Regions from separate parts of the Mus musculus genome. Here regions 1, 2 and 3 are each linked to region 4. Evidence: chromatin contacts called from public Hi-C and HiChIP or PLAC-seq data. All regions are on one chromosome and are shown on one strand. The core of a region is the stretch at or near the end of the contact, and the rest is flanking DNA. Distances in the headings are between cores, read along the strand shown.

Region 1 (6,534 bases), core at 1,088-3,587, 150 kb after region 4:
AGGATGAAACCCACCCACAAAACCTTCAACCCAAAATGTGTCCTGCCTACAAGATGTGCAGGAACAAAGATGGAGCAGAGACTAAGGGAATGGCCAACTAATGACTGCCACAAATTGAGACCCATCTCACAGGCAAGAACCAGTCCCCGACACTATTAATGATACTCTGTTATACTTGCAAACAGGAGCCTGGCATAACTGTCCTCTGAGAGGCTCCACACAGCAGCCAATGGAAAAAGATGCAGAGACCCAAACATTAGATGGGACTCAGGATTCTTACAGAAGAGTTGAGAGAAGGATTGAGGGACCCGGGCAGGACAGGGACTCCACAGGAAAACCAACAAAGTCAACTAACCCAGACCCTTGGGGGCTTTGAGAGATTCAATCACCAACCAAAGAGCAAGCACAGGCTAGACCTAGGCCCCCACACTTCAGCAGCAGATGAACAGCTTGGTCTTCATGATGATTCTCCAATAACTGGAGCTGAGGCTGTCCCTGAACCTGTCACCTGACTGCATGTGGATCTAATGCCCCTAAATAGACCACCTTGTCTGGCCTTAGTGGGAGAGGATGCACCTAGTCCTGCAGTGACATGATGTATGTGTATGGGGGAGTGTTAGGTGGTGGTGGGGTGACACTCAGAGGGGGGCTTCCCCTGCTCAAAGGAGAAAGTGAAGGTGGAATAGGGGAGACTTGCATGAGGGGGTACTGGAAGAAGAGGAAGGGCTAATATTGGGTTATAAAGTGAATAGATAAATAAATTTTAAAAAAGAGTCAAGTAGGACGAAAGACCTTTGGTCAGGGCTTTTCCACTGTGCTTACATTGCACCATAATTCTGTTGCTTGTTTTTACAACTTTAATGTTCATGTAAATTTCTAGCTCACCTCTGGTGAGCTTCAGTTACTTGAAATAATCATTTTTTCCCAGATACATGTTATCAGTTGGCTATAGTGTTTGTAGACCCATGTTCTGCTTTAATTCCCTCCATCATTTTGCTTCAATTTAAATACTTTTAAATATGGGAGCTATTTATGTAGACCAAAACTCAGGGCTATTAAAAAGGAGGAGAGAGCTTCTCTTGAACACATTTCCACACATTCCTTCATTTTCTGTAACTTGTGTATCTTTGGAAATCAAGCAGACATGTATATTTTCCAGCTTCCTGTCTTTCTAAGGTGGTGTGGTGTGCTGTGCCCACTCTTCTGTACTTGCTGCTCTTGGGCGTTACTTATTTGTGGAGTTTCTTCATCTGTTACATGGTGAGAACACTATGTGAAGACATCTGATAGCTAAACAGAAAGAGGCACAGAGCAAGAGGCAGCGAGGGCAGCAAGGTCAGTCAGGCATGCGGAGCTCCACCTTCTTCTGCGCCCACAGCCTGTCCCTGCTGCCTTCGTAGAAGCACGGACATAAGAAGCCTGTAGCTCTTTATCCAGGGGTGGGGTCTCAAGATTTCCCCATCCACGTTGGAACAGCAACTGGTATGGTCATTGTTCTGATCTTGTTCAAGTAGCCATAGCACTAGGATGTCATGAAATCTCCACAATATGGCTGCTTAACATCTAAGGGTTTTTGTTCTTATTATGGAAACACATTTTCCTAATTCTATTCATAACTGATACTTTCTGAATGCTGAGAATTAGGACAGCTGACCTTTTCAAGCTCAGTCTTAGGTCTCAGAGGAAAGATGACAGAGGCTTAAGACAAGTTAGCCCCATCACTACCCAGTGCTCTGTGCCTTAAACACCATGATGGGTGGGGAGACCATGAACCAGCCCCGATCCCGTGCTATCTCCATGAACTGTCTTGAGTACTGCTATATTAATCTGTTTATTGTTGGCATGACAAAATGTCACCCACTGGGTGACTTAAATAGCAGAAAAGTATTTCTCAGAGTTCTGGAAAACAGAAGTCCCAGGGCAAGGGCTCTCTTTCTGGCTTTGTGCCATCTTTGTGCTTCGTCCTCACATGGCTTTTCCATATTATATGGACAAACTGCATTAGGAGAGCTCTCCTAGTCCTTGTAATGACAGTGATTCTAGAGGGTGAGAGCTGCATCATTATCATCCCATTTAACCTAATTACTTTCTTATTCCAAGTGCAGATACACTGCAGTTGGGTAGGCCTTCAACATGAATTTTTCAGAGACACATTCAGTCTCTAACGGAATAATGTTACTTCGGGACTTGAATAGTTTCTTTTCATACATGTACAGAGGAAATCTCAACCAAATACCCCCCCCCCCCGCCGTGTTCAGGGCCTTTTATCTATCCAGTTCCTCTCTCTGGCTCTGGAAATTCTTAGTCTAACTCAGCGACACCACTTGGCTCTCTAGGGATCTGCCCTCCTCACACTGCAGCCTGACACTGGCCTCTCAGCTGCAAACTAGGGCAATCTTTAGTGCTGATTTCATTTGTTTATCTTGAGAATCACATGTCTGCATGGCCTATTGTGATATCTTAAAAACTGTCATTCCATATATTTGGTCTGATTTTCTATAGTCTATAGAAAGATACAAAGACTGCACAGCACCTGCACAGCATCATGACCAGAAGTGGAACCACGTGTTTTGTGTTAATTACTATAATTACTAATAAAAATTTCATGAATGAAACATTGGGCATCCAACTTCTTTGCTTTATCTGTTGCTATATTAAAGTATGTGGCAATACTTTTAAAGTATCCAATAAAAGCAAAGGACAACCCCCCCCCCCCTTTTTCTGGCATAGCACAGAAAACAAAAAGCAGAAAATTGGAGTTTTGGGTTCCTCAGATTGTCACCCAGGTAAAAATTATTTTGCCATAATTATACCCATTCTCTAATCAGCCAAGGGATTGCTAATTTACAAATTAGAAATATTTGATTTCATGTATTTAAAATTTCCTTTTAATTTAAGTTTATATGTATGGATGTTTTGTTTGCATGTCTATTCACCATAGCTGGTATCCAAAAAGACCAGAAAAAAAAAAAAAAGAAAAAGACCTGATCCTAAAGATCAGGTCCTAGGGACTGGAATTACAAATGGTTGTGAACTGCTGTGTGGGTGCTGGGAACCAAATCAGGGAGTGGAAAAGCAGCCACTGAGCCATTTCTCCAGCCATTGATTTCAGGTATTTTATGTGCCCACTATAACTGTAATTTAAATGATCAAAGCCTGTGGCCAGATCCATATGCTGTACAGATTCTCCTTGATGTACAGCAGCGTTAAGTCCTGAGGGACCCAATGCAATGTGAAAATAGTCTAAGTAGAAATGCATTCACTAAATCTAATGTGCTGAGTGTCATAAATGCACATAGCTTGCTAAGCATGCCCTGAACACTCACACTAGCCTAAACATGGCCAAACTCATCTAACACAAAGCCTGATTTATTATAAAATATTGACAGACTCATGTAACAGATTAAATACCTAGCTAGAAGCATAGCGACAACACAGTGTACTATAGTACTGTTGTGAACATTGCAGCTGCCTGAGACCTGTTGCCCTCTGCTCCTGCCTGCCATTGTCAGAGGGTGTCCGTGCCAGATCTCTGTCCCAGAAAAAGGAGACATTCAAACTTCAAAGGATGGTTTCTATTGCTGTACACATGTCCCTTTCACACCATCATGAAGTCAGTGACTGCAAATTGAACCATTAAAGATGGGGACCACTTCCTTCCTTCCTTCCTTCCTTCCTTCCTTCCTTCCTTCCTTCCTCCCTCCCTCCCTCCCTCCCTCCCTCCCTTCCTTCCTTCCATCCTTCCTTTTACTCTCTCCCTCCCTCTTTCCTTCCCTCCTTCCTTCTCTCCTCTTCCTCCTCCTCTTCCTCATACTTTTTGTGTGAAGATGAAACTTTCCTTGTTCAATCAAATTGGATAGAAAATATCTGGGAAAGCAAGATGGCAAAATGAAATAAAATAAGAACATTGGATTTTTTATCTGAGCAGCATTTTTTTTTCTCTTTGGGGCTTTGTCCTAAGGAGATACCTCTAAGGTAAAACAGTGTTTATGAATCCACTGGTCAGAGAAAATTTGTCTCCCTCTTGTTTCTGATTTCAAATGAGTCTTTTTGTAGGCACACTCCTCTCTAGGTCTTAATGCTATCAGCAAGATTTGGTTTTCTTGGCTTTTCTGGAGGTTTGGTTATTTACTCTGCATTGGTTTTTATGTCATTCCAGTCCATTCCACACAGGCTGGCTGAGCAGGTGAGTGTGTGAGCTCCTCTGGTTGACAGTAAGGACATTTGTCAGAATCAAAACTCTCGCCTTCTCTTGGTCTGCAGTAAGAGTAGCATGCACTCGGTTGGCTTGAAAGGCAGCTACTGGTGTTAGGGGAAACTCCAGTAAGCAAAATGATGGTGCCAGTGCCTCCAGGGCCTTCTACAGTAGCTCTCCCTGACCTGGGGGAGGGAGTAGTCTTAATCACTAGTGGTCAACAAAAGAGAGAAGTATGGTACAATAAGCCACTTTCAGAGAAGGGTGGTGAGATGGATCGGTGGGCAGAGGTATTTGCTGATAAGCCTGAGGACCTGAACTCAATCCCCAGGACCCAGCCTATGGAAGGAGAGGACAGATTCCTGTTTCCCTCTGACCTCCACGTGTGCATTGCAGATGATGTTCACATTTGCTGAACTTGTGCAGTGTTACAATTGTCTACTTTTTATTAATCATTCTCAATTCCTCACTGTGTTAATTTATAACATTATTTCAAATGTGCTAGTATAAAGGAAAACAAAGCATATATAGTCAGGCTTTCTAGGTCTAAGTTCTGTATCAACAGATCCAACCAATCATGATTCAAAAAACATGTTTTTAAACCACGTCTGTACTGAACATGTGCACAGCTTTTTCTTGTCATTGCTGCCTAAGAACACACTGTAGCAGCAATGTGCATCACATTTCCCATATAGTCAATGTTAGAAGAATTAGAGATCATTTAGAGCTTATGGGAGGATATGCAGAGATGATACGCAATTCTACACATGTGAAAGGTGAGCAGCAACTGCTGTGGCTTCTGGTTCACACAGAGGTTGTGGAACCAGATACTCGGATACTCAGATTCTCCTTCAGATACTGAGGGACAACTCTAAGGGCTCAGTACAGGTCCTTCAGTCATCTTCTGGGAATCTTGAGACCCCTCTGGCTAAGGGCTTACTGGATTCTTGTTCAAGATATGCTAGAAAATCCCGTGGCTAAGGGTCTACTGGGTTCTGGGTACAAGGTATGTCGGAGGGACCAGTTTGACAACATTAGAGAATGAGATTTTATCAGAAGCTAATGTCTAATGTCCAATAGGAGGTACAAAGGAGACAGCTTTCTACAGGGCAGGTAGAGTGGGGTACACCCTCAGGAAAAGCCTTGTGTTCCTTGGCAAGGAGAGGAGTATTAAAAAGATTGGAGTCAATCTGCTCTGTGGGATTGTAACCCCGAGGACTTGACCGTCTCTTGCTTTTTGTTTGTTTGTTTTTCCTCATCTAGAAACAGGATGAACAAGCTATACCTTCAAAAATTTTCATGATATAGAGTAGTCTCCATTATGGGCTGGCATTATTGAGAGGGGTCAATAAACAACATGAGGTGACAGCATAGCTCTTATTAATAAAGAATGTGGAAACAACTCACTTTTGTAGGAATTTCTCTGATTGGCTATAATTCCATTAAACATTTTATAAATGTGCCCATGAGGGATTTGAGTTTCTAGATTCTTTCTGGTTAATGGTCTGTGTTGGAATGAGGCTAATGCTGACTTCAGGAGTCAGGATGTATTTCCTCTTCATTTTTTTCTGCAAAAGTCTGTACAATCTGATGTATGGCTTCCTTCAGTGGTTACCAGGCCACACCACTGAAGCCATCTGAACCCTTGGACTTTTGTGTCATATGAAAACCAACACCACTGAAGCCATCTTGGACTTTTGTGTCATATGAAAACCAACTACAGCAGAACCTTCTTAAAATATTTACATATATAAAAAGAAATCTAAATGGTTATCACCAAACAGTGGCGGAGACACAGCCCCAACTAAACACCTCTCACCGCCAAGTGAAACCTCCAGTGCCAAGAATGGGTTACATCTAATAAAGTTGCTGGCCAAGGGGCCCCGTGGAAGCCCTCAGAGAACTCAAGCTTTATTTCCAAAGCTATTGGTTGCTTTCCACAAACTGATAGTAAGAGCCAACTGTTGAAGGCAACATCTATATATCTCATGGACATGAAAAAGTCAAGTTGACACCTTTACCCCAACTGACCAGTGTTTATGGTATTGAAAGGTACTCTGCATGCTATGTGCCGCAAAACTCTTGATCTACCATGGTGATCTGAGTGCATGATACTCTGGTGCATTGGTGGCACAAAAGTTATGGCAGAAACCAACCACTATCTGATTGGACTCAAGGCTCTCTCCATGAGATGGAACCCATGCCTGACACTGCTTAAGTAGGGGCCAAGAATATAAGACTAGATAGGCCATGGACCTAGAGGAAAAGCAAATGCTACTGTTATACTAAAGGAACACAGCAATAAAATGATTCCTAATGACATTCTGATGCGCTTTTAG
Region 2 (6,684 bases), core at 4,059-6,558, 200 kb after region 4:
AAAATAATATAAGGTTAAAGGACATAAATTAAATAATCACAGGGAGTATTTTCAAATAAAAAGTCAAAGGAAGTCTAGCCATGCCTCTGAGGTGAAGGTCAAAGAGAGAAAGAGAACACATTTTAGGGGGTCTTTAGAGGAATGAGTATTTTGTGAGGATTTGAAGTTGTTGCCTTCTTGAGCCCATGTTTACATACAAAGGTATGGATTAAGTTTACCTTGATCAAGTCAGCCTAGGTAAGTGCAACTGGTGAGCCAATGCTAAACCAGAGAGAGAGAAATAGAAAAGACCAGAGTAGACGAAATTATTTTGAAATCAAATAGCAAAGCTGGGAAGTAATCCTACTTTTTTCTTATTTGTTTATTTTGAGACACAGTCTCACTATGTAGTCCTGGCTATAGACCAAGCTGGCCTAGAACTCACAGAGATCCACCAATGTCTACCTCCTGAGTACTGAAATTAAAGGCATGTGCCACTATCCCCAGCTAATATTACTTGATTTAATAATTACTATAAAGCTACAATAATTAAGATAACAAATCAACAGAACAGAGCAAAATCCAGAACAGGCCCACAAATAGTTTTTGTATCAAAAACTCTAAAATAATTCAACAGGAGAAAAAGGTCTTTCTTTAAAAATTTGCCAGAAAAATATGGTACAAGTAATGGAATTTTGATGATGAGTGCTTTTACCTTATGGATCAATTTCGGGAGAATTGACTTGCTAATGATACTGAGTTTTGCAAATAGTATCTTTTCCTATTTAAGTCTTCTTTTAAAGTCTATCTCAACAGTATTTTTGGTTGTCAATGCAAAGGTTTTATACCTATTTATTTCATTAATCACTAATGACTTTTTATGTTAGTGTTAGTTTCTAACAGTTTGTTGCTAATAATAGTGACCCACACTTGATACCTATGTAAGATTCTGTAATTTGTCCATCTATAAACTTGGTGATTCCTTCAGATAGTCTGTGTAGATCATCTTTTTTCTGTGGCCAAGATTATTTCTTCCTCTCTTTTAATTTTATGTCTGTTTCTTTTGCATTCTTTATTTTGGTGACTAACCATCCCAGAGAGGTGTTGACTAGAGATGGTAAGAACTAACATCCCTCTCTTATTCCTGATCATATGTTGAACACCTTCAGCCTTTTTACCAGCTTCTGTTGATCATTCTTTCCTTATTGTGAATGGGTGGTAGAATTTTGTTAGCTGTGGGGTTTTTGTTGTTGTTTTTAATTTATTGAGATGATGTTTTTATTTCTTTTTTCTTTTTGAATATTTCAATGTGATTGTCAGCTACATTAATTTTAAACATTAAACAACTAATCATGAATTTTTGAGGTAATCCCTATTTGGTTATCATTGTATATTACTGGTTTCATTTATAAAATTTAACTCTTTTTTTGTGTTTATTTACTTTTATTTTTCTCTCATATATTACAATCTTGATTGCATTTTGATTTCCCCTCCTGCCAGCACCCCCTCCCCCAGATGTTATCTTTTTCTGATTTTTTTTGGACTTTCAAGACTGGGCTTCTCTGTGAAATCCTGGCTGTCCTGAAACTTGCTCTGTAGACCAGGCTGGACTTGAACTCACAGAGATTCCCTACTGCCTGTGCCTCCCAAGTGCTGGCACTAAAGGCATGCTACCCTACCACCTGGTTTCTTTTGTGTTTATAAAAGACCCCTTGGTTTGTAGAAATTTTTTTGTAATTTTTTTAAAGTCTGTGTGTGTGTGTGTGTGTGCGCGCGTGTGTGCACACCTGTGTGCCTAAGCAGAGGCCAGAAAAGGCCATCCGATGGCTTCATCTGTCAGTTTAAATTCATTCATATGAGGCATATCTCTTCCCTGAATGTGTGCCTAGCTTGAGCAGCAGCAAGCTTCATCATTCCTGTTTTTTACTTTGGGATGATGCTTGCTCTATGGATGCTAGGTTTCAAATGCCAGTCCTCATGATTTCAGAGCAAGTACTTAGCCCCTGAGCCATTACTCCAGCTCCTGTTCTTTTTAGCTTTTTTTAAATTTTTTAAAAAAATTTTTTAAAGATCAGATCAATGCAGGTTTCTCTCGGAATGTTTGTGAAGTATTCAAGTTCCTTTCTATTTTTTTTTTTTTTTCCTTAGAGGAGAGTTGGAGTTAAGAAATGATTAAGAGTGCTGGAGATTAAACTTAGCCCCTCGTTTGTGTTAGGCAGCTGCTCTACCACCTAGCTAACCCTCCAGCCCATAAAAAGGTTTTAATGTAGGTTTAAGAATAGGCTTTGCTTGTATATGAATACACATTTAATCTTGAGTTTCTGTGTTTTCATATTCTTCCTTGTGTCACATGGTTATTTACATTGAATTATAACATATGGATTTTCCATTGTGAGTTTTTTCTATTTACTTTCCAGATATTTGTGTAAATTTACAGATGTATTTCTTTATAGGGCACTGATTTAATCAGAACATGCATTGTTTGACATTTTGTGAACTTTCTGACATTTATGAGAAGGCATAGAAAATGGACTGTGTTGGCGATTGTTTTAATGTGTGCCAAGAAGACTGTGTTTGAGTAGAAATCTCTAAAATCGATAGGTCAAATTACTTGAGTAGTTTTCTTTTTTAACTCTTGAAGCTTACACCCTGATGTTCTGGTTGTTCTAATAATTGAATATGATAACTGGATTTGTTTCTCTTTCACTTCTTGGCTCATGTATTTTGAAGCTCTATTATTGGATACATATGACTATTTAGTGTCTTTTAGGAGGAATTGGCTTTTTTTTTTTGGCCATAAAATGACCTTCATTAACTCTGTAGTAGGTTATGAGATAGTTACAGAAATGATTTCTGTAGTACCTCACAGAAATCCTATTATTCTTTTTATGTGCAAACTTTCCTTTTTTTTTTTTTCCACCTTTTGGTTGTTTGTAAGACTTGTATTTTTATTTTGAGTGTTTTACTTGGGATATGTAAGTACACTGCATGTGTGTCTGATGCTGATGGATTCCAGAAGATGGCACCAGATCCCCTGGAACTGAGCTAGGGATGATTGTAAGCTGCCACGTGGGTGCTGGGAAGCAAACCCAGCTCTGGTTCTTTGTAAGAACATTCAGTGCTCCTAACCCCTGAGCCAGCCATAGCTACAGAGTCTTTTAGTACTACCAGAGGATCCCGCAATACCTCTCCTGGTCATATATCCAAAAGATGTTCCAACCGGTAAGAAGGACACATGCTCCACTATGTTCATAGCAGCCTTATTTATAATAGCCAGAAGCTGGAAAGAACCCAGATGCCCCTCAACAGAGGAATGGATACAGAAAATGTGGTACATTTACACAATGGAGTACTACTCAGCTATTAAAAAGAATGAATTTATGAAATTCCTAGGCAAATGGATGGACCTGGAGGGCATCAACCTGAGTGAGGTAACCCAATCACAAAAGAACTCACACAATATGTACTCACTGATAAGTGGATATTAGCCCAGAAACTTAGAATACCCAAGATATAAGATATAATTTGCTAAACACATGAAACTCAAGAAGAACGAAGACCAAAGTGTGGACACTTTGCCCCTTCTTAGAATTGGGAACAAAACACCCATGGAAGTTGTTACAGAGACACAGTTTGGAGCTGAGACGAAAGGATAGACCATCTAGAGACTGCCATATCTAGTGATCCATCCCATAATCAGCCTCCAAATGCTGACACCATTGCATACACTAGCAAGATTTTGCTGAAAGGACCCAGATATTGCTGTCTCTTGTGAGACTATGCCCGGGCCTAGCAAACACAGAAGTGGATGCTCAGAGTCAGCTATTGGATGGATCACAGGGCCCCCAATGAAGGAGCTAGAGAAAGTAACTAAGGAGCTAAAGGGATCTGCAACCCTATAGGTAGAACAACAATATGAACTACCCAGTAACCCCCAGAGCTCGTGTCTCTAGCTGCATATGTATCAGAAGACGGCCTAGTCGGCCATCAGTGGAAAGAGAGGCCCATAGGTTGTGCAAACTTTATCTGCCTCAGTACAGGGGAACTCCAAGGCCAAGAAGTGGGAGTGGGTGGGAGAGTGGGTGGGAGACTTTTGGGATAGCATTGGAAATGTAAATAAAATAAATACCAAAATAAAAAAAAAGAAAGTAAAAGAAAAAAGACTTAAAAAGAGAGATGTGGTGGCGCACACTGATAATTCAGATCTCAGGAGGCTGAGGCAGGAAGACTACTTTGAGTTTGAGGTCAGCTTGAAGTACATAGTGAGTTTCAAGCATGCCTTGCCTGACAGATCCTGTCTTAGAAAGGTTGGCAGGGGAGGGGGGAACTATTACTGAGGTTTAGTAATTTGATTGTGTTGTATTTTGGATGGTTTTCTTGGAGATGACTTTGCTTAGCTTTTTAAAAAAAATTAAATGTAGAAATGTTTTGACTATTATTTCTTTTTTTAAAGATTTATTTATTTATTATTATATGTAAGTACACTGTAGCTGTCTTCAGACACTCCAGAAGAGGGAGTCAGATCTCATTACAGATGGTTGTGAGCCACCATGTGGTTGCTGGGAATTGAACTCAGGACCTTTGGAAGAGCAGTCAGTGCTCTTAACCACTGAGCCATCTCACCAGCCCCATTGGCTATTATTTCTTAAATACTCCATTTATTCTAGTCTTTTCCTTGCAAATGAAAATGTATTTGAATTGTCTTCATTGCTACTGATACCACCACTCATTCTTATTTTCAGTTTTCTTTTTTTCTGTGACTTATTTGTATGGCAAATATGAGAGTCTGAGATCACTGTTTTACTCCAGAAGTATCTATCATCCAAGATGGTTTCAAACTTATTAGCATAGTTATTTTTTCTTCCAAGTTTTACTTCTGTTTCTCCTTCATGCATATGTATGCTGGTGGGGGTGCACATGTGCATATGTGAGTAGAGGTCATTGGTCAGCCTTGGGTGTTGTTTCTTAAGAGCCATCCATTCACTTTGTTTTTCTTTGGGACCTGTGGCTCACCTGTTAGGCTAGGCTGACTGTCATCCACTAAGCCTCAGGGATCCGCTTGTTTATGCCTCCTCAGCTCTGGGATTAGGAATGTGAGCACCATGCCTAGCCTTTTACTTGGGTGGTGGGGATCAAATTCAGGTCCTTATGCTTACAAAATAAGCACTTTACCAACTCCTGAATCCGTATCTTTCCAAGCATACTAAATTTCTTTGTAATCATGTTTTTTAAAATGTGTAGGAGATGGAGCCTGTATGTGTATGATTATATTTGTGGGTATGCTGGTGCTTATGTGCATGCTGGCTGGGCAGCAAGCATATACACATGGATGCTGGATCTTAACAGTTTGACATTTTTGAGGAAGGATTATCATATCAAGTGAGTCAGATGTTTTAAGCTTATGCAATGATTAATTCCATAAAATAAAAAATACTGTGTTAAACAAAAAGGAAGCAAAAGCCTAGAAAAGGATCCATGTGCATATAGACATTTGCTTTAGGACAGAAATTATAACAGCAGAGTAAAGAATTGTTCAGTAACTAAAAATGAAATAATTGATAATCTATTTGGAAAAAGAAGTACCTTATTTTCTTATTTTCTACAATGCAGAAAGCAAAGACAGATTATTCATTTTTAATTAGAAGGCAAAACTATAAAACAGTTGGAAGCTTCTATAGGAAAATATAGAGATAATTTTAATACATTTAGCAGACAAAAGGGCCAAATCCAAAGATTCAGAGCACTCTTGTCAATCATGGACAGTTCAGTGAAAGAAGGAAAAGAGACTTGGACAAGCACCCCATAAAGAAAATCTAAATATTTACAAAGCAGGCAAAGAGATTCTTAGCCTATTACTAATCAAGAAAATACCGCAAAGAGTCTGTGATAACTGTAGTAGAGGAACTGAGATTTAAGTGATTAGTAATACTTGTTTTGAAGGATACTTAGTTATGAGAACTCACTAAAGACTGAGTTACTGTGTATTACTACCAAAATAATCAGGAAAATGGTCTCCTTTTGAGGTAAAGGAGGGTTGACTGTTGAGAAAGGTACTGATGTCTTAGGAATACTGATGCTCTTAAGGGTTTGTTTGTTTTTTTAACTTTTTTATTGGTTCCATTTACCCTAATCCCACTCATCTACCTCATCCCCGTACCTGCCCTTTACTTTTGCAATCTTCCCCACAACAGAGAATAAAACAAAAAACAACAACAAAAAAACTCCATCTCGTTGTGGAAGCAATTTCTTTGCTTGCAAATGCTCATTGCAGTGATTTATTGGTCTGGTTTACTCTATTCATACTGGAACCTCAAAGGAACTCTTCTTGTATATTCTTTCTTGCCCTGTGTCATGGAGATCCTCTAGTTTTGGATTTTTAGGACCAGTACTCCAGCATTTAAATTGATAGGATAGATGCTGAGGTGGGCCAATTAAAAGAACCTGAGCTCATCAGCTTGTTGGATCTGCTTCCACAACCTCTGGGCCAGCTCACCAGCACCACCACCCCAACCCCCCTGAAACCAGGATCAGCCCTACTCTGCTGCCCAGGCAAGGTGCGGAGCCTGCTCTTCCAAGTGTTGCAGATAGTGAAGGACATGGCCAATTTTCCCATTCTAATGACCCTGGGGCCAGCTCTCCATGTGCCATAGATCACCAGTGAGGAAGGGGAGGAAAACAGCTTTTCCTCACCTGGCACAGCAGACT
Region 3 (6,502 bases), core at 441-2,940, 240 kb after region 4:
TTCTAATTTCAGTAAAATTCAGTTAAATGTCTTGTTTAGTAGATCATTATTTTAGGTTTTGTTACTAACAAAGCAAAAGTAAAATAAGTTATTGATGAGACTGGGTGTGGTGACTGGTGCGGCTGTGTAACTGCAGCTCTCAGGAAGCTGAGGTGTGGGTGTGTGGGGGTCCCATGTTCTAGGTTTATGTCGAAGTGTCAAAATCAAGGCCGGCCTGGGGTGCTTAGTGAGGCCCTATCTTTTGAAGAATAAGTGAAAAGTGTCAAACCAAGCCCCAATTCATTTATGAACCTTGTAAATTCATTTTATATTTAGGTCTTGTATCCATTTTGAGTTATATTTTTGTGGGTTTAAGGTCTATAATTGAAGTTCTTTTTTAAATATGCAGTTGTTTCAGCATGGTTTGTTTTAAAGCTTCTTTTCTCAGTGTTTTTAACTTTCTTTTTTAAAGACCAGTCGACTGTGTGTGTCTGTGGTTCTATTGCTCTCTTTGCTGTTGCATGACTTTTGGTATATCCTTTGACCAATGCCACATAGCCTTAATTATTGAAGGCTTATTTTAAGTTTTAAAGTCCTTTGTTCTTTTCCTTCAGTTTTCTTTTGGCTCTTCTGGAGTTTATAACTCTAACACTTTCTACACCCATGCTTCAGCAAATTTGGAATCTGAGTTTACTGTGCTGCTGACACTCTGTTACTAGACTAAATCTATTTAACATAGGATCAGCTAACAAACTGCATTCCTTAGTATTTAGCTAGAAGAGTTGAATAGTTAATTTTATTCAAATTTGTGCATACATGCTTATAGCAGCTTTATTTTTTTAATTGCCAAAATTTAGACAACACTAGTACATCTTTCAGTGCATGATCGGAGAAATAAATTGTTGTCGATCCAAATAGTTGACTATCATTGGGTTGTTGCCTGTCATTGGCAGTGAAAACATGTTCTATGATAATGTAAATGTGTAATACATGTTATATATGTATTCAAACCGGAGATATGTACAAGAAGTGGACTCTGATGTAAACCATGGAGATTGAGTGATACTGGTGTGCCACTGTGGGCTTAGAGCTACGATAAATGTACTATTCTGCCAGGGAATACTGATAACAGGAGGGCATGCATATACAGAGATGAGAGATTTGTGAGAAATTCTTATTCCTCTTATTCTAAAAAATACTCTCTAATGTTAAAAATAGACTTAAATGTTTCAGGTAAAATGAAGTTTGCATTTAGAAAGCTTGAAAGTATTATATTCATATTAATTTTCAGTTTATCAACTTTGGTGCCATATTTGAAACATTTTTAAAAATTGATTGCTGAGAACGCATCATCTAAGCTTACTCAAGTTGGACTATGTTGGAATAATAAAGAGGAGAAGATTGTTATATGCTAAGTTCTTTGATTCACCAACTCCTTCCTTTAGTATCAACCCTTTGTGATTTGTAACTTCAAAGAAATGGTTTTGAAAATGTATTTTTGGGAAGAGCAGAGAGGCTGAGATGGCTAAGTGAGTAAAGTTCTTGTTGCTCAGGCATGAGGACCAACATTCTGATCCTCAGCATCTGTAGAAAAGTCAGTTATGGAATAATAATGCCTGTAATTCCCAGTGATGAAAGAGCAGAAACAGGCTTAAGGTCTGAAGAGCTTGTGGCCAGCCACACGAGCCAGTTGGTGATTACAGTGACTTAAACGAAACTGGAGAGATGACTCATTGTTTACCAGTGCTTGTGCTCTTCCAGAAGACCCGAGTTCAGTTCTCAATACCATCACTGAGCAGCTAAAACTGCTTGCATTTCCAACTCCAGAGGATACAGTGTCCTCTCTGGCCTCTGTAGACATCCACATACACTCAAAGAAGGTAGTGGGGTGGCTGGAGAAAATGGTTTTGTGGTGAAGAGCATGCACTTCTTTTGTAGAGAGCCTGAGTTTGGTTCTTGGCACTCACTTTGGGCAGTTCACAGTAACCTGTAACTCCAGATCCAAGGGTTATGACACTCTCATCTAGCTTTTAGGTACTACATTTATGTGCACATACACCCACACAGACACACATGCATGCATATAATAAACATAAATCTTAAAAAAGAGATAGAAATGTACAGAAGAGGATACTTGGCATTGACCTCTGGCCCCAATACATGTATAAACCTGTCTTAGTCAGGGCTTCCATTCCTGCACAAACATCAAACCAAGAAGCAAGTTGGGGAGGAAAGGGTTTATTCAGCTTACACTTCCATGCTGCTGTTCATCACCAAAGGAAGTCAGGACTGGAACTCAAGCAGGTCAGGGAGCAGGAGCTGATGCAGAGGCCATAGAGGGGTGTTCTTTACTGGCTTGCCTCACCTGGCTTGCTCAGCCTGCTCTCTTATAGAACCAAGACTACCGGCTCCAGACAACCGGCCACCTTCCTGGTGAGAGCACAGGGGTCCGCCCGGCCCGAGAGGTTTCTGCCTCAGGCCCCGGCGGGAGCCTCCTTGGCTCCAGGACTCCACGGAGGGCAGGCTGCACGGGTGACGGTGTGGAATACAGAGGCCAGCCATTTCTGGGACAGGCGAGAGCCACAGAGCTTCTGAGGCGGCGCCATCTTCGGCTCCAGACAACCGGCCACCTTCCTGGCCAAAGCAACACAGCTTCTGGGAAAGATCCTGTTTTGGGCCTTCATCTTCAGCCAGGAGGAGGTCCAAACACCAGATAACTGTGCACCTTCCCTGAAAGAGGAGAGCTTGCCTGCAGAGACTGCTCTGACCACTGAAACTCAGAGGAGAGAGCTAGTCTCCCACGTCTGCTGATAGAGGGTAACAAAATCAACAGAGGAACAATCTCTAAACAAAGACAACTATAACAACTAACTCCAGAGATTGCCAGATGGCGAAAGGTAAACATAAGAATCCTACTAACAGAAACCAGGACCACTCACCATCATCAGAACCCAGAATGCCCACTTCGCCCAGTCCAGGGCACCCTAACACACCTGAAAAGGTAGACCTGGATTTAAAAGCATATCTCATGATGATGGTAGAGGACATAAAGAAGGAATTTAATAACTCACTTAAAGAAATACAGGAGAACACTGCTAAAGAGTTACAAGTCCTTAAAGAAAAACAGGAAAACACAACCAAACAGGTAGAAGTCCTTATAGAAAAACAGGAAAACACATCCAAACAGGTGATGGAAATGAACAAAACCATACTAGACCTAAAAAGGGAAGTAGACACAATAAAGAAAACCCAAAGTGAGGCAACGCTGGAGATAGAAACCCTAGGAAAGAAATCTGGAACCATAGATGCCAGCATCAGCAACAGAATACAAGAGATGGAAGAGAGAATCTCAGCTGCAGAAGATTTCATAGAGAACATCGGCACAACAATCAAAGAAAATGGAAAATGCAAAAAGATCCTAACTCAAAACATCCAGGAAATCCAGGACACAATGAGAAGACCAAACCTACGGATAATAGGAGTGGATGAGAATGAAGATTTTCAACTCAAAGGACCAGCAAACATCTTCAACAAAATTATTGAAGAAAACTTCCCAAATCTAAAGAAAGAGATGCCTATGAACATACAAGAAGCCTACAGAACTCCAAATAGACTGGACCAGAAAAGAAATTCCTCCCGACACATAATAATCAGAACATCAAATGCACTAAATAAAGATAGAATACTAAAAGCAGTAAGGGAAAAAGGTCAAGTAACATATAAAGGCAAGCCTATCAGAATTACACCAGATTTTTCACCAGAGACTATGAAAGCCAGAAGAGCCTGGACAGATGTTATACAGACACTAAGAGAACACAAATTCCAGCCCAGGCTACTATACCCAGCCAAACTCTCAATTACCATAGATGGAGAAACCAAAGTATTCCACGACAAAACTAAATTCACCCATTATCTCTCCACGAATCCAGCCCTTCAAAGGATAATAACAGAAAAAAACCAATACAAGGATGGGAACCACGCCCTAGAAAAAACAAGAAGATAATCCCTCAACAAAACTAAAAGAAGACAGCCACAAGAACAGAATGCCAACTTTAACAACAAAAATAACAGGAAGCAACAATTACTTTTCCTTAATATCTCTTAATATCAATGGTCTCAACTCTCCAATAAAAAGACATAGATTAACAAACTGGCTACACAAACAAGACCCAACATTTTGCTGCTTACAGGAAACTCATCTCAGAGAAAAAGATAGACACTACCTCAGAATGAAAGGCTGGAAAACAATTTTCCAAGCAAATGGTATGAAGAAACAAGCTGGAGTAGCCATCCTAATATCTGATAAGATTGACTTCCAACCCAAAGTCATCAAAAAAGACAAGGAGGGGCACTTCATACTCATCAAAGGTAAAATCCTCCAAGAAGAACTCTCAATTCTGAATATCTATGCTCCAAATACAAGGGCAGCCACATTCATTAAAGAAACTTTAGTAAATCTCAAAGCACACATTGCACCTCACACAATAATAGTGGGAGACTTCAACACACCACTTTCATCAATGGACAGATCGTGGAAACAGAAACTAAACAGGTACACAGTGAAACTAACAGAAGTGATGAAACAAATGGACTTAACAGATATCTACAGAACATTTTATCCTAAAACAAAAGGATATACCTTCTTCTCAGCACCTCATGGTACCTTCTCTAAAATTGACCACATAATTGGTCACAAAACAAGCCTCAACGTATACAAAAATATTGAAATTGTCCCATGCATCCTATCAGATCACCATGGACTAAGGCTAATCTTCAATAACAAAATAAACAATAGAAAGCCAACATTCACGTGGAAACTGAACAACACTCTTCTCAATGATACCTTGGTCAAGGAAGGAATAAAGAAAGAAATTAAGGACTTTTTGGAGTTTAATGAAAATGAAGCCACAACATACCCAAACTTATGGGACACAATGAAAGCATTCCTAAGAGGGAAACTCATAGCTCTGAGTGCCTCCAAAAAGAAACTAGAGAGAGCACACATTAGCAGCTTGACAACACACCTAAAAGGTCTAGAAGAAAAGGAAGCAAATTCACCCAAGAGGAGTAGAAGGCAGGAAATAATCAAACTCAGGGGTGAAATCAACCAAGTGGAAACAAGAAGAACTATTCAAAGAATTAACCAAACGAGGAGTTGGTTCTTTGAGAAAATCAACAAGATAGATAAACCCTTGGCTACACTCACTAGAGGGCACAGGGACAAAATCCTAATTAACAAAATCAGAACTGAAAAGGGAGACATAACAACAGATCCTGAAGAAATCCATCCAAAACACCATCAGATCCTTCTACAAAAGGCTATACTCAACAAAACTGGAAAACCTGGACGAAATGGACAAATTTCTGGACAGATACCAGGTACCAAAGTTGAATCAGGATCAAGTTGACCATCTAAACAGTCCCATATCCCCTAAAGAAATAGAAGCAGTTATTAATAGTCTCCCAGCCAAAAAAAGCCCAGGACCAGATGGGTTTAGTGCAGAGTTCTATCAGACCTTCAAAGAAGACCTAATTCCAGTTCTTCACAAACTATTCCACAAAATAGAAACGGAAGGTACTCTACCCAACTCATTCTATGAAGCCACAATTACTCTGATACCTAAACCACAAAAAGACCCAACAAAGATAGAGAACTTCAGACCAATTTCCCTTATGAATATCGATGCAAAAATCCTCAATAAAGTTCTTGCTAACCAAATCCAAGAACACATCAAAACGATCATCCATCCTGACCAAGTAGGTTTCATCCCAGGGATGCAGGGATGGTTTAATATAGGGAAATCCATCAACGTAATCCACTATATAAACAAACTCAAAGACAAAAACCACATGATCATCTCGTTAGATGCTGAGAAAGCATTTGACAAAATCTAACACCCATTCATGATAAAAGTCTTGGAAAGATCAGGAATTCAAGGCCCATACCTAAACATGATAAAAGCAATCTACAGCAAACCAATAGCCAACATCAAAGTAAATGGAGAGAAGCTGGAAGCAATCCCACTAAAATCAGGGACTAGACAAGGCTGTCCACTCTTGCCCTACCTATTCAACATTGTACTTGAAGTCCTAGCCAGAGCAATTAGACAACAAAAGGAGATCAAGGGGATACAAATTGGAAAGGAAGAAGTCAAAATATCACTTTTTGCAGATGATATGATAGTATATATAAGTGACCCTAAAAATTCCACCAGAGAACTCCTAAGCCTGATAAACAGCTTCGGTGAAGTAGCTGGATATAAAATTAACTCACACAAGTCAATGGCCTTTTCTGTATACAAAGGATAAACAGGCTGAGAAAGAAATTAGGGAAACAACACCCTTCTCAATAGTCACAAATAATATAAAATACCTTGGCGTGACTCTAACTAAGGAAGTGAAAGATCTGTATGATAAGAACTTCAAGTCTCTAAAGAAAGAAATTAAAGAAGATCTCAGAAGATGGAAAGATCTCCCATGCTCATGGATTGGCAGGATCAACATTGTAAAAATGGCTATCTTG
Region 4 (6,779 bases), core at 188-2,687:
AGGAGGCAACTTTCTGTGAGTTTCAGGCCAACCTGGGCTACAACAGAGAAACCCTCTCTCCAGAAAACAAAGAAAATAGCCTCCTGAACAGTCACTGGTGGCTTTCAAACCTGGACAGGCAGACAAATAGCTCTGTGCTTTGCAAGTTTCACATACTGAGCCTTTTTTACAAGGCCCTTTTGTTGCTATTTGTTTGTGGATATGTGTTTGATTTTAGTTTTTTGAGACAAGGTCTCTTTGCATGGCCCTGGTTGTCCAAGAACTCACCATGTTGACCAGTCTGGCCTTAAACTGAGAGATCAACCTGCTTCTGCTTCCTGGGTAGAAGAAGGGTTTTCTGTTTGTTTTTTGAATGTTCTTTTATGATCTTTATTTAGCATGTAGTATTGGTGAAATAATATAAGTAAATAATATTAATCAGAAGAAAATAAACCTTTACTGACTAGTAGGTAAGTAGTCTCTTCTAAAGTCTATCATTTAGTGAAGAGTTTCTGTATTACGTACGAAGAAACCAGGGGCCAGAGTGATGGTACAATGGCTTAGAGCACTTATGCTCTTGCAGAGGATCTGGATCCAATTCTCAGCACCCATGTAGTGGTTCATAGCCATCTGTGACTCATAAACTTCCAGGGAATCCAATGCCGTCTTCTGATCTCCATAAGAACAGGCATGACATGGTACAAATGCATACATAAACTTCATACACTTAAATAATCTAAACAACATATATGTAGTGTTATTTATTTACATTCATATAGGTGTGTGTATATACATATATGTACATATATACACACACATATATATACATATATACATATATATACATATATATGTATATATATGAGAGAGAGAATGTAAGAACCAAACACAGGGGCTCATAACTATAATCCTAGCAGTTGAGGGGCTGAAGCAGGAGAATTGTCATGAGTTGTCACCAGCCTGAGCTGCTTAGTGAATTTCAGGTTAGTCTGGGTAAAACAATATAAAAAAAGACTCAAAGCTTTTCCATGCAGCAGATTCTCGTATTTCAGGCTCATTTATTTAAACTGCTAGTCCTCTGGGCTTGGGAGTTTTGGCAGCAGACTATATTCTGGCTGGCTAAAAGCGTGCTTTCCTGAGGCAGCCAGAGCCTAGCTCTCTCAGCTGGGACCTTGCCAAACAAGGAGCTTTCTCACCCTGACCAGCAGGCTGTGCTGTGTCAGCTAAAACAGCCGCCGGGCTCTCCTCAGGATCTACACTCCTTTTCTGATCTCTTTACACTCAGAAGAGCAAGATAAATGGTCAGGGTGTGCTGAGCACCTGTTACTGTGCGATCAAGCTTGGCCCCATATACACCAGCTTCATGAAGTCACAAATCCGTGAGCTATTACATTGTCATCCTTATCATACAGCAAAGGAAGAGACTGAATCAGGGAAGCAGGAACCAGCTACCCTGTGGGAAGCCAGGATGCAGTCGCAGTCCTGACTCCAAACACACTAAGAGCAGGTCATTGCTTGCTCCCTCTCCCTCTCTTCCTCTCTCCCTCTTTCTTCCCTCCCTTTCCTGCATTCCCTCCCTCCTCAGATTGTACTACTTGGAAATATTAAGTGGCATTAACATGTAATAGGCTTTAACACAGCTGATTCAGCTATAGCACAAGATAGTATATACTGCTAGGGCACATGTAATGAATTCGAAAGTGCTCTGGGAGTGCCAGCCAGATCCCCCTAAGATGAAATGTAGCCAAATAGTATTTCTGAGTCATTAACTAGTCATCTTTCCCCATAAAGCAAGGAGAGGAGGCGTGTAAGGAGAAGTAGCAAGTGTCGGTATGTATTTAACTTTGTGGTGTGATGTCTGCATGGCACCTCATCTAATTTGCACAGAGGCTTTTGTGGTATATTAGAGCAGAGAAGTGCTTCCTCTGTCGTGTCCCATTTTGTGTCCTTGGCTTGAAGGGATGAATCATCATCTCCAGAGGCCGTAGCCTCCAGCTCGTTCCTTGCAATTAAAGGATAGAAAAGGGTTGGTACCCTTGCTGCATGCCAAAGAAAGTTCTCTGTTAATTGGCCACACTTCCCAGTGTGTCACTTACTAATAATAATGAAAATAATACCTGTCATATACTAGAGAAGGCTCTGTTCCAAGAATCCTGCGTCACACATTTATAAACCTAGCCATTCTTCCCAAACTTAGGAGATAGTTTTAGTTCCCCCATTACACCGATGAGATCCTAAGGCCACGTATCTAGTAAGCAGAAGAATGAAGGTTCAAGCCCAAGCTGTCTGACTCTAATCTACTCTCCTTTCCTAATTATTAATTTGCTCTGTGCCTTACTGCGGCTCCAGTCCAAGCCAGGACCTCCTCCGCTTTGACTTCCTTGAGCTACTTGGGGGCTCAGAAAGGCACATATGAGACTATAGACCATTTAGCATTTTGGAGTTGTATTTTTGAGAACGTGCTCATGTTGGCCTCGAACTCTTAGAAATCCACCTGCCTCTGCCTCCCAAGTACTAGAATTAAACTCATGTGGTACTTGTGAGTAGCCCATTTATAATTTATTAATGAAGTTTTTATTTTAAAAGTTTTCTATGTCTTAAACTCCATAAATTTCCGCTTGTGTTTAAAAGCCTTTGTCATAGAAATTGTGAGAAAACAGGTATTTTAGTGGATTTCTGAGGCCTTTTCTGTTGTTACTGGAATGTGATATTGATTAGTTAATATTTTTCCTCACCTGTTTTGTAAATGTAAAATTTTGTGGTTCACTAAGAGAGCAGTTTTCAGTTTTTTGGTACATACATATTTTATTCCTTTAAATCTATGCTACATATTAAACGTGATTCTTTTCCTATGCTCCTTACACCTGATACAGCTGGGGACCAGGCGGTGTTGTGCCCTTTCCCATAGAGCTTGTTGAGGTACAAACAGTCCTGAGCAATGGTGCGATGTCACAGCCACTGGGCTTTCTGCATTAGTGCTTCTCTCTCATTGTGTTGTTTTCTGTGTTTGCAGCTTGATTTAGCAGCAGATAGGAAGTCTGGGATCTGAGTACTTGGTGATAGTTTTTCCTCTTGATAATCTTAGAGGTTATTATTATTCATGTGCAGTGTTCTGAGGGCATGTGTCATGGTACACGTGTGGAGGTCAGAGAAAAACTAGCAGGAGTTGGTTCTCTCCTCCTGTGTGGGTCCTGAGGGTGACACTGGGGACGTCTGACTTGGCAGCACCTTCACCTACTAAGCCATCTTAGAGATCTTTCTTTTTTCTTTCTGGTATAAAAGGTAAGCAAAAAATTTTCAGAAATGGAAAAATAAATTATTGGCTAAACATAAATGGTGAATGCTAAAGTATTTTATGCTAGACATAAGAATGAATTCCAACTGGATTATGAATATAAATACAAAAGGAACGAGAAAGCAGGGAGGGGAGGAGAGAAAAGGGAACCCCACTAATCCTGAGAGAGGCAGAGGCAGGAGGAAGAGCTTGGTTAACTTGTGTTAAAACCTTTTAATTGTCTGGATTTTGGCATTTGTTTTACTGAAACATGGCCTTGCTAGCTGTTCAAGAAGGTCTTGAGGACACCGTGCAGTTTAGTCTTAACTTTCCTAACACGGGAAGGGTGGGAAGTTGGTTTACAATTTTTTATAAATCAGAAAACACTTATCAACAAAGTCAAATGACAACTGACAAGCTAAAAGAAAATATTTGTAATATGTATCAGAGATGTGGAGGTTTCCCTAAAAAAAGAAAAAGATAAAGAAAAAGATAAATTTCAAGAGCCTGATAGAAAATGGGGAATGGAGGGTTTACAGAAATACACTTTTTAATTGTTTGCTTACACAAAATTAGAAAATTACAATGTAAATAATCCTGAGATTCTGTTTCTTAGCCATAATTAGCAAAGATTTAGAAGTATGATATGAATTGCTTCTTGTGGGTGAGAGGCTGCTCTCTCACAGTGCTGGTGGGACTTGAGATTGACATACTCTCTGAAGGAACACTGGCAGTGCCAGAGAGTCTGAGCTCACAGGCTCACTCCTCAGAGCTCATGCTGAAAACATGTCCAGCAACTGAGATGTGTGTCTGCGAGGGTCAGCGTGCATGCACACTTCCCAGGCCCCAAGGTCTCCGCGTGATCTCTCAGTAGTAATAGACACACCTGGCTCATAGATAGGTTTCTTCAAAAAGAGGAAGTAGGATGCTTTGGAGAAGTGGTTAACTTAGGGCTTCGGCAGAGAGATTGTGAGCTGAGCCACAATGCCAGAAAGTCTTGAAATGATCAGAAAAGCATGAGGACTTGTTAAAAGAACTTAGAGCAAGCACACAATCATTCCTAATTGCCAAGATGGAAGCATTTGTGCAACAGGACAAAATAATAGTAGCATTGGGTCTTTATTCTTTACAGTAGAGAGGTCTATAATTTATACTAGTATGAGAGTGTTTTTAAAGGATGACTCTTCTTTAAATAGAAGTTCCAGTTAGTAAGTATAGCCAGAAAAAAACAGGATGATAGAAAAATCACCATTACATTTCATAACTATGGGGTGTTTGCTAACAAGATCTGTGGTAAAATTGTGGGCAGTGTTTCAATTATTGGGCAAATTTTTGTGGAGACAGGATTTCTCTGTGTAACTTTGGTTATCCTGGAACTCACTCTATAGGCCAGGCTGGCCTCAAACTTGGGAGATCCACCTGCCTCTGCCTCCTAAGTGCTGGATTAAAGGCACAGACCACCACTGGCTTGTATAAAATCAAGTTGTAAGGCATGGGGACAAAATATGTTTAAGCTGACCTGTCACCTTACTTTGTATAACATTTTCTATGGACCAGAAGGGGCCCTATAGCAGGACAGTTGAAGTTGTCTGTAAAATGTCAAGGAAGTTATATGTAAGAAGAAATTAAATATTCTACTACTGACAATTTCATCTTCCAGTTTAAAAGTCAAAGTTTGGGTTAAGTTTTCTACACCATGTTTCCCGACACAAAGTCAGTATTACAACTGCCGTAAGTCTACACTCAGAATCATGCATTCTTTTTTTTTTTTTTTTTAAAAATAGAGCGTTGGGGTTATTTATGATGTCATGCATTACAATGTCCTCCCTATTATAATGGTTAATTCCTACAGTGGTTAACAGCACCGCTCTCTGTGATCAGATTTAGGTCGCTCCCGAGAACTGCAGTACGTGTATGTGGATAACAACATCCAGCTGAAGGGCCTGCCCTCATACCTCTACAACAAAGTCATCGGCTGCAACGGGTAAGGCTGCCTCCAGTGCGTGCTTACAGATAGACGAACGGGGTTGGGAAGTTCTACTTAGGTTTGCCTTTGGCCAAATACCTTTATGAACTAAGAATACGAGGCAAATAATTCAGAAGATTGTATGTTAGTGTCAGCTAGTAAGCCATGGGCAGTCCATGAGTTATTACTTTGCAGTCTAAAGAGTACGTGCATTTTTCTTCTTTTTTTGCTATAGAGAGAGCTCTACTTTTGCCTTTATTGACCAGTTGTGTGTATTTAAGTCTAGAGCATGAGGGTTTCATGCCACATGTCTTAGTCAGGGTTTCCATTCCATCAGGACCAAGAAGCAGTTGGGGAGGAAAGGGTCTATTCAGCTTACACTTCCACACTGCTGTTCATCACCAAGGAAGTCAGGACAGGAACTCACACAGGCCAGGAATTTGGAGGCAGGAGCTGATGCAGAGGCCATGGAATGCTGCTTGCTGGCTTGCTTCCCCTGGCTTGCTCAGCTTGCTTTCTTATAGAACCCAAGACTACCAGCCCAGGCATGACACCACCCACAATGGGCCCTCCCCCCATGATCACTAATTGAGAAAATGCCTAACAGCTGGAACTCATGGAGACATTTCCTCAAGGGAGGCTCCTCTTTCTATGATAACTCCAGCTTGTGTCAAGTTGACACACAAAACCAGCCAGTACACCACACATACCATTATAAACTCTAATAACTCTAGAGGAATTGGCATTAAGTTAAAAGATTTTCTTCTTTGGAACATTATTGCAAGGACAATTTGCTGCAGTAACTGGCTCTTAGCTAAGACTTTACTGATTTTAAGTATTTAGAATTCTGCAGCAGGGGGCCTGGAGAGAGGGCTCAGCAGTTAAGAGCACTGACTGCTTTTCCAGAGGTCCTGAATTCAATTTCTACCAACCACATGGTCGCTCATAACCATCTGTAATGGGATCTAATGCTCTCTTCTGGTGTGTCTGAAGATAGTTACAGCGTACTCACATACATAAAATAAATAAATCTTAAAAGAAAAAGAATAGAATTCCCACAGCAGACGCAGACCCTTCTTATGGATCATAAACAACCAAGCAGATGCTTCAGTCGGAGCAACAAGAATCCCCTTCTCGGGCTGGTGAGATGGCTCTGTGGGTAAGAGCACCCGACTGCTCTTCCGAAGGTCCAGAGTTCAAATCCCAGCAACCACATGGTGGCTCACAACCATCTGTAACAAGATCTGACGCCCTCTTCTGGAGTGTCTGAAGACAGCTACAGTGTACTTACATATAATAAATAAAAATAAATCTTAAAAAAAAAAAGAATCCCCTTCTCATGGGCTTTCAGGAATGTGACCTCTACCAGGAAGGGCACAGCACCTGAGAGGAAGTGTCCTGGTGGTGTGAGATAGAAGGACTGACACACTTCCAGCTTACTTTCCCCACTTGAGCAGCCGAAGGAACACCTTTGAGATGAGGGAACCAACACATCTGACTCCTCTTCTCACTCCCAGCGGGCTGTGCAGCTGACTCATACCCCACGCAGCTCAGCAAGAA

Evidence for each region. A called contact is a pair of places that touch in the nucleus more often than the background predicts. HiChIP or PLAC-seq counts read pairs in DNA pulled down with a chosen protein or histone mark.
Region 1: a contact with region 4 is called in a Hi-C map of the N1E-115 cell line, with 6 times the contacts expected there. The contact joins two enhancer-like sites. A contact is called at or near these places in 5 of 484 Hi-C or Micro-C datasets (the N1E-115 cell line, bone marrow-derived macrophages, cerebral cortex and 2 more), 1 of 115 datasets of contacts at active chromatin or transcription factors (bone marrow-derived macrophages) and 2 of 9 other capture datasets (adipose tissue and liver).
Region 2: a contact with region 4 is called in an H3K4me3 HiChIP or PLAC-seq map of bone marrow-derived macrophages, with 5 times the contacts expected there. The contact joins two enhancer-like sites. A contact is called at or near these places in 4 of 15 datasets of contacts at CTCF or cohesin (CD8 T cells, the NIH/3T3 cell line, large pre-B cells and 1 more), 4 of 484 Hi-C or Micro-C datasets (bone marrow-derived macrophages, double positive thymocytes, natural killer cells and 1 more), 4 of 115 datasets of contacts at active chromatin or transcription factors (CD8 T cells, bone marrow-derived macrophages, epiblast stem cells and 1 more) and 2 of 9 other capture datasets (adipose tissue and liver).
Region 3: a contact with region 4 is called in an H3K4me3 HiChIP or PLAC-seq map of bone marrow-derived macrophages, with 4 times the contacts expected there. The contact joins two enhancer-like sites. A contact is called at or near these places in 2 of 484 Hi-C or Micro-C datasets (bone marrow-derived macrophages and nephron progenitors), 2 of 115 datasets of contacts at active chromatin or transcription factors (bone marrow-derived macrophages and effector CD8 T cells) and 2 of 9 other capture datasets (adipose tissue and liver).

Annotation. Positions count from the first base shown.
Region 1 is chr7:67,397,379-67,403,912 of GRCm38.p6, reverse strand. No RefSeq gene overlaps it. Among named protein-coding and RNA genes, the nearest start is that of Gm51462, 19 kb to the left of the region's middle. Within about 2 kb of position 2,337, at least 8 of the 459 cell types and tissues checked have an H3K27ac peak or open chromatin away from gene starts, as enhancers often do. A contact at or near this core is called in the N1E-115 cell line, where this site is marked.
Region 2 is chr7:67,342,830-67,349,513 of GRCm38.p6, reverse strand. The region is part of intron 2 of Mef2a (myocyte enhancer factor 2A); the gene reads left to right. Among named protein-coding and RNA genes, the nearest start is that of Mef2a, 27 kb to the left of the region's middle. Within about 2 kb of position 5,308, at least 4 of the 459 cell types and tissues checked have an H3K27ac peak or open chromatin away from gene starts, as enhancers often do. A contact at or near this core is called in bone marrow-derived macrophages, where this site is marked.
Region 3 is chr7:67,300,324-67,306,825 of GRCm38.p6, reverse strand. All of the region lies in intron 3 of Mef2a (myocyte enhancer factor 2A), which reads left to right. Among named protein-coding and RNA genes, the nearest start is that of Mef2a, 69 kb to the left of the region's middle. Within about 2 kb of position 1,690, at least 11 of the 459 cell types and tissues checked have an H3K27ac peak or open chromatin away from gene starts, as enhancers often do. A contact at or near this core is called in bone marrow-derived macrophages, where this site is marked.
Region 4 is chr7:67,543,824-67,550,602 of GRCm38.p6, reverse strand. It overlaps Lrrc28 (leucine rich repeat containing 28), which reads left to right. Exons shown (of 10, transcript NM_175124.5): 7 at 5,135-5,237. Among named protein-coding and RNA genes, the nearest start is that of Gm23233, 23 kb to the left of the region's middle. Within about 2 kb of position 1,437, at least 92 of the 459 cell types and tissues checked have an H3K27ac peak or open chromatin away from gene starts, as enhancers often do. A contact at or near this core is called in the N1E-115 cell line and bone marrow-derived macrophages, where this site is marked.